Regions from separate parts of the Acanthopagrus latus genome. Here region 2 is linked to region 1. Evidence: chromatin contacts called from public Hi-C data. All regions are on one chromosome and are shown on one strand. The core of a region is the stretch at or near the end of the contact, and the rest is flanking DNA. Distances in the headings are between cores, read along the strand shown.

Region 1 (3,640 bases), core at 611-3,110:
GATCGATGAACCGGTCGATGAACCGGTCGATGAACCGGTCGATGAACTGGTCACTGACTGCAGGAACCAGCAACAGACAAACTTCACACATAGATGTTTCTGTTTCCTGTCTGCTGTTAATGAGTTTATAAAGTTATCAATTCAAACACAGCTGCAGCTCCACAGACGTGTTCTGACCTCGATGGTGTTCGCTCGGTCAGATTACACCAGTCGACTTGTGCGGACAGAAACACTGAACTTTACCTGGTTGGCTGTTCGGGCGTCTGGCTGCTCGCCGCTTGTCCCTCCGTCCAGACGCCATCCTGCCGCAGCGACACAAAGGAAGGAAATATTCCTGCTGAGAAAAAGAGTTCTGAGGCGTCTGTTAACCTCCGCTGCTAATCTGCTTACAGATAATCAGGACGGGAGCAGATCAGCTGAGAGATCTCAACCCCCCGTCCACCAGCTGGACCATCAGCAGGACACACGGGGACACCTCACACCTGGTCCCTCAGAAGCAGAGCAGGTGAGGCTGTACAGGTGAGGCTGCACAGGTGAGCCCAGACAGGAGTCCTCAGGCACCACAGAGGAAGAAGATCCTCTGAGCCTCCAGTGAAAATAGTTGAGTCCATTTCCTGTTCTGGAGTTTTCGATCAGACCACATGATGATGTCAGCTGTCAGTCACACAGAGCGCTGACCCGCCCTCCTCATGCTCTCTCCTGATTGGTCAATTCTCCTGATGATGTCACATTGGTACAGCTCAAACAGGTGTTTCTCAGGAGCTGTGGAGGATACATGTGGTGGTACCTGGCAACACAGACACACAACAAGCACTCAACCAACACACAACAAACACAACAGCCTCTGCATTTTATACTGTAGTTGAGGTCTCCGACCAGCAGAGGTCAGCAGAGAGACGACCTGCTGCAGAGTGATGACTGATCGATCACTTATTGAGTGATCAATAACTGATCACATCTGACCTCACTATCAGTGTTTCACATGAGACAGTCTGTGTGTGTCACGTTGATGTGTTTATTTAACTTCTGTCTCCTGACTTCACAGAAAACAAGTTACCTGTTTCACCTGATAGCCCCTCACCTGTCTCACCTGTCTCCTCATGTAAACAACCAACCAACCAACCAACCAACCAACCAAACAAACAAACACGTCAGTAAACAAAGACTTTATTTACACACACTGTGTGATGATGTCACAGCCATGATGTCAGACCCTCTGTGTACCTCTCGCGGGGAGGAAGGAGGGGGGCGATGGGGGCGGTACCAGTCCGTCCCGGCTCCTGTCAATCACATCGTGACGTCATGTATCCAGAGCGTTTCCGGTGCAGGAAGGCGGGGCCTGTGTGTTCCTGAGGGAGCGACAGACAGGTAGGTCAGGTCAGCACAGAGCGATAGGTACCAACTTCCGGGGCCAGGATATTATCTTCAAAATAAAAGCAAGGATACGTTCACATTCTGTTGAATTCTTAGTTTATGAATCCAGTGTGTTTCTGTCATTGAAATGTGAATTGAAATTGAACTTAATGTTTGACTACATGCTGTAGTTTAAATACCAAATACACTCTTATTCTTATTCCTTCTTCTCATTTAAATAGAAGTTGAGTATTCTATCAGTGATAAATAAGTGATATAACTAGTAGTATATGTAGTATTACTTGTAAAATATGTAGTATTACTTGTAATATATGTAGTATTACTTGTAGTATTTAAATGAATAGTACCAGTTAAGCCATTTCATGTCACCCTGGCACTGAGCGCTGAGACGGCGTTTTATTGTGAAACTGTGGCTGACAGGAAGTGTGTGTGTGGTGTCTTCAGCTTGCTCTGGATGATCCGATCTGGATTCAGCCATATTCCCACCGACCAGCCACACCGGCAGTCAGCCTCAAACTACCGAAAAAGCTCCGGTAATCCCGCGGCCCGCTCCCTCGAGGTGTTCGCGGTCATTGTTGTGCTCGCGCGCGGCCCGGAGCTCCCGGACATGTTCCCGAGCTGAACACCGGCCCGAGGACATGGAGCTGCGGCGGACAAGCTGAGAGAGGCGACGGCCCGACGACAGCCCGAATTCTGAGAGGAAAGTCCAGATTTACCGGGATTAAAACCGATGTGGAGGCCGGACAGACGCGGGCCTGCAGGCTGAGCGGCTGTCGACACGACGGAGCGGCGGTAACCGGCGGAGACACACCGACTCTCAGCGACACTCAGCGGATCAAAATGTCGGGAATGTTTTCCCGGAGCTAACGAGCTAGCCGCAGTTAGCAGGCTGAGCTCGGCAGGACTCGGCAGGAAACGGAGCCTGGGCGGCGGGTTTCACTCGGACTGTGTGGCGGGGTCGCTGTCGGTTTGTAAGCGGGAGCGGTGGGTGTCTGTCCCGGGTCACGATGTCGGCTCAGGTCCGTCTGAAGCGGCTGGAGGAGCTGCTGCAGGAGCAGAAGGAGGCGGGCTGCCTGAGTGTGGAGGCGCTGCTGGACCTCCTGCTCTGCTTCTACACGGAGTGCTCCCACTCCCCGCTCAAGAGGGAGAAGCACGTCACTGACTTCCTGGAGTGGGGTAAGAGTCCAGACCCGGTCCTGGTCCCGATCCTGGACCGGGATTCATTCACTAAACACCGTAAAACACTGAACAGTAGGTCCCGTGAGCCGGCAGTCTCGCCCGGGGCTCCCCCCAGAGCCAGGGAGGTCCAGGGGTCCTTGAGAGGCTCCTGGAAGATTCATATATGTTCAGAGGTTTTTGACGGATCTTGACACAGATCCAGATCCACAGGGAGGCTCACAGATCCCTAGAAGTAGTTTCAAGAAGGTTCAGGCGGCCTTATGAGAACTTGGATCCTGAAGGAGGGTCAGGAGCCCCCGGGAGATTTAAGGAGCTCAAGGTTCTGGGATGTAGTTCTGAATGGGTCCAGAGGGGATCCAGAGGGACAATGTGAGTCCGTGTCAGGGAAACCATCCGGGTTTACATGTCAGGGATTTTAAAAGGTTTTTTTCTCCAGGTGTCCTTGAACAGTTTCCAGGCTGGTTTGGGATGTTCCAGGACTTTGTGCCACTCTGGTCCGCTGTCCTGGTTCAGCCCGTTCCTGTTTAGCTGTGGCCTGGTTTGGTCTGGCCTGGTTTGGTCTGGCCTGGTTTCCATCTGAGTCTCCGATGTTCTGATAGAGTCTGATAAATCAATATATTGATCAGGGATGTAGTGATGTGCAGAGGCTGACACACTGACTGATGAAGATGAAGATCCACTCCTCACAGGTGTGTCAGTCAACACTCAGCCCGAGTCCAGCTCAGGAGTCCAGAACCCCCAACTGATCAGACTGGGGATGATCGATCTGATCACAGCTGATATCAATATTAATATTTATACAGAATAAAACCATTGATTATTGATCAGAATCTGATAAGACAGATAAATGTAAACAGATAATAGTTTAGATCAGAGAATCATGATGGATGTTACTGACCGGAGGGAGGAACCAGCCGAGGGGGCCCATGTACTGTTACAGAATGAAGCTGTTGGTGCTGACACCTGCAGGTGATGTTGTCCTTATAATTACAGTTCACCTGGGACGCCCCGCCCTCTCCACTCCCACTTTTAACCATATATGGTCAACGAGGTGTCTCGTGCACATTGACATATAGAATTGAGCAGC
Region 2 (3,640 bases), core at 326-2,825, 170 kb before region 1:
TATTGAACAAAGTGTTTTGATAGAAAGTGATTTATTATTATTATTTAAAGTGTGTACTCAACATGTCAGTTCACTGTGTGTCCACACGAGGGAGCTGCAGGATGAACTGTGATGTTCACACTCTAGACTGAAGACCCACCCATCAGCAGCATTTGGACCTCCTGATTGGACGCTGCAGCTATCACTCACCCTCGCTGACAGTTCACTCAGAAACAGAGTTTCTGCCGTCAGTGAAGATTTCATCTGAAATATGAAGATGATGAATTCAATTTGTGTTAAATCATTAAATGTTAAATAAAAAGGATGTTCAGCTCCTTCACCTGGAAGTGTCAGATTTAAATGCAGGACCTGTCGAGAACATGAAGAACATGAAGATCACGGAACACTTAATGTTGATTACTACATAATAATGGGTGGATCAACAGCTGAGACAATCTGAAGTTTAGTTTGTTAAAGCAGTTTAATCTGTTTCCTGGTGAACACGGCAGATAAAGGGTGAGTTGAGGTGACGTGGGACACCTGAACTCTGATGCTAAATAAGTTCAGTGGATATTAGATAAAAGTGTTTCTTCCAAAAATATCCCCAAATGTCAGAAGAATTTAAAGACTGTTCAGATACAGTTTTTATTATTATCTATTATTATTAAAGTTAACACCACAACATCTGATAGGTAAAAGTGACCACATGGTGGTGCTGTTGGTACCAGGTGGTCATATGATCCAGGTGAGGAACCTCTGCATAAAGTATGAACACTTGAAACTGTGACTAATAAAGAATCAAGACTGAAGATCAGAGTTGAACGCTGCTTTACATTTAGCATGTTAGCATGTTAGCATGAGGCTGCAGCTGAAGTGATAGTAATCAGGACTCTAATTCAGAGACGATCCGCTCGACGTCTGACAGGATTAAAACCAGCTGAGCTGCAATCATCCAGAAACATCGTTACACTGATGGAGTGACCTGATGATGTCACATCACATCAGTTTTATTTATAAACCTCAAAATCACAAACACATCACTCAACAGGCTTTACAGTGAACCACATCCTCTGTCCTCAGAACCTGAGAACCTCAGAGACGAGAGAGGATAAGCTTAACATAAAAAACCTTTTAACACGAAAACAATAGATAAGTAATAAAGCTGATCAAAGAGGAGGATCCTTCCAGGACAGACAGACAGGAAGTAGAGGTCACAACAACAGAATCACAGTTTCCAGCTTACATCAACAGAACATCTGATATTCTGCAGGTTTAAAACCTTCTGATGGACCCGATCAGAACAGACTAGTCAGCCTCCAACGTGGACCTGACAGAGCGAGATTCTGCAGATTAATGCTGCAGCTCAGATTAACATCTGATGGATTACTGAATAATAAAAGTGCTGTTGGTGTTCAGAGACTGTCAGGACACTAAATCCCTTCAGCTGGTGTTCTGTCAGTCGACCCGAGTGTCCTTGTTGGTGAACTCTTCAATGAACTCCAGTTTGTTTTTAGCTTCAGCAGATAAACATGAACAAAGTTTAAACAAACTGTTTGTCGGGTTTAAAGTCCAGCTGACTTCATTGTTCAAACAACTTTATAACAGCCAGCGCGTCTCAGTGTTCAGTCCACAGTGTCTCCTGTCCTGTCAGCAGTCTGTCTGAGATGATGTCCAGCTGGGTCGTGTTTATGTTGATGGTATGTGGAGCGGTCCGGGATGTGACTTCAAATTTGACTGTGATAGACGATGAGTTTCTAAATCCTGAGAAAACGACAGAAGAAGATGTGAGAGTTCTGCTGAAGCAGCTCACGGCCCGAGTGGAGGAACTGGAGCGAGAGCGTGAGAACAGAGGTCAGTCCTCCAGAGCCAAGACCAGTATTGTAATGTTCTCATATTTTATTGTCCAGCAGCCCCAGAAGGAAGGGGAAGTTTGTCCTGATAGAGACCTGGTCCAAAACAGGTAGACCAGCCAACACTGGGTCATTGTATGTAGACTGGTACCACAGAAACAAACCAGAACCCCTCTGACAGGATAACATCCGGTTTGTTTGTGATAACTGGCTATAAATTAAAATCCGTCCTTCTGATTATCCGTCCGTTCTTTCAGACACTTTCTTCTGTTACTAGCAAGCAGGGAACTCTAGACTTCCTTCTCCCCTGCAACCTCTTCCAGCTCCTCCTGAGATCTCCTCCTCCTACTGGGTTCTGGGTCTGCCCCGGGGGCTCTTCCCCCTACTGGGTTCTGGGTCTACCTTGAGATCTCCTCCTCCTACTGGGTTCTACAAGGACATGTTGGTACAAGAGCTCTTGAAAGTGTTCGACTTCCTCAAGGTTTCTCTCTGATTATCAGACATTTCAGTGCTCAGGTAAAGTTCAGTGAACAGGTATAGTTCAGGTAATAAAGGAGACCCACTCTTTCATTAAGTAACCACCACACAGTAAACCCGGATCTTTTGGGTCAGCTGAGGGTCAGTGGTCCAACATGTGCGTGTCTGCAGTACTTTCTATGGCTGTAAACATTGTGTCTGTGTTCCTGCAGGTAAATCTCAGGTGGCGTTTTCTGCCGCCCTCTTCACCAACGAGCAGTGGACCCATCATGGGCCTTTCAACACCGACACCACGCTGGTGTTCAGGAAGGTGACGACAAACATTGGCAATGCATACAACCCCGAGACAGGTACGACTCACCTGTTCACTCTTATGTTTTGATGTGAACCTGACCTTCCTGCTCCGTCTGTTACTTCATGTTGTTTGATGGAGCAACAGAATCAGAACCATGATGTCATCGTCAGGTCCTCTCGCTCTGTTTCCCCTGTTCTCTGCTGCAGGCCTCTTCACAGCGCCAGTGAAGGGACTCTACTACATCCGGTTCACTGGCTGTGTTGGAGAATCGGGGTCGCTGAATGCAGCACTGATGAAGAACGGACAGAACATGTTCGCCATCTTTGACACTCGGAACACTCATGGCAGCGGGTCCAACGGCATGGCACTGGTTCTGGAGGAGGGAGACCGGCTCTCTGTCACCCTCTGGTCTGGGCAGAGCATCTTTGATCAGAGTCGGCTCAGCACCTTCACTGGCTTCCTCGTCTCTCCAGTGTAGGCGAGAAACCTTCTGCCACCATGGAGATGGGCAACAACATCGTCGTCTTGCAGCTAAAAAACCGACCCAGATCCTCCGGTGGATCCTCTGAAGATATTCAGTGACAAACTGTTGAATATTGATTAAATATGTTCAGCTGATTGTGACTTTAACATCCAGTATATATGTTAATAAGATGAGCTCATATCCAGGAAACATTTGGTTTAGCTCAGTGTCACTGAGGTTCTGTTCACCTGAAAGAGATGCGCTGTTTGTTCTGAAGGTGAATAAAGGTTTGACATCATGATGTTTATTGTGTGCTATGCTGCAGAGAAATGGAGTGAGCATGCTAATGAGCTAGCCCTGGTCCAAATCTCCTGTGCTAGCAGTGCTGCTAACTTAGCTAACTAGCCAAGGGCAGCATTTAGCTGCACCTCTGTGTTTGTTTGAAGTATTGCACTTTTAAAGGGCTTCTGTGGTCTGACCACTCAGAACTTTCATTTATCAGATTTTTATAGAGCTGTAGTCTGTAGTCCTGAACCCAGACATCAGTTAGCATGCTGGTATGTTAGCACTTCCTGT

What was found. A called contact is a pair of places that touch in the nucleus more often than the background predicts.
Region 2: a contact with region 1 is called in a Hi-C map of muscle, with 2.8 times the contacts expected there. The contact joins the promoter of LOC119012803 here to the promoter of LOC119012788 in region 1. A contact is called at or near these places in 2 of 4 Hi-C or Micro-C datasets (both in muscle).

Annotation. Positions count from the first base shown.
Region 1 is chr22:25,696,022-25,699,661 of fAcaLat1.1, reverse strand. LOC119012788 (photoreceptor outer segment membrane glycoprotein 2-like) reads right to left here and starts at 1,860. Exons shown (of 6, transcript XM_037086939.1): 1 at 1,722-1,860; 2 at 1,225-1,349; 3 at 244-787. It overlaps cdc42bpb (serine/threonine-protein kinase MRCK beta), which reads left to right and starts at 1,845. Exons shown (of 39, transcript XM_037086809.1): 1 at 1,845-2,550. The coding sequence starts at 2,382.
Region 2 is chr22:25,869,047-25,872,686 of fAcaLat1.1, reverse strand. LOC119012803 (complement C1q tumor necrosis factor-related protein 3-like) reads left to right here and starts at 1,575. Exons shown (of 3, transcript XM_037086961.1): 1 at 1,575-1,830; 2 at 2,519-2,656; 3 at 2,808-3,365. The coding sequence starts at 1,644. The coding sequence ends at 3,079.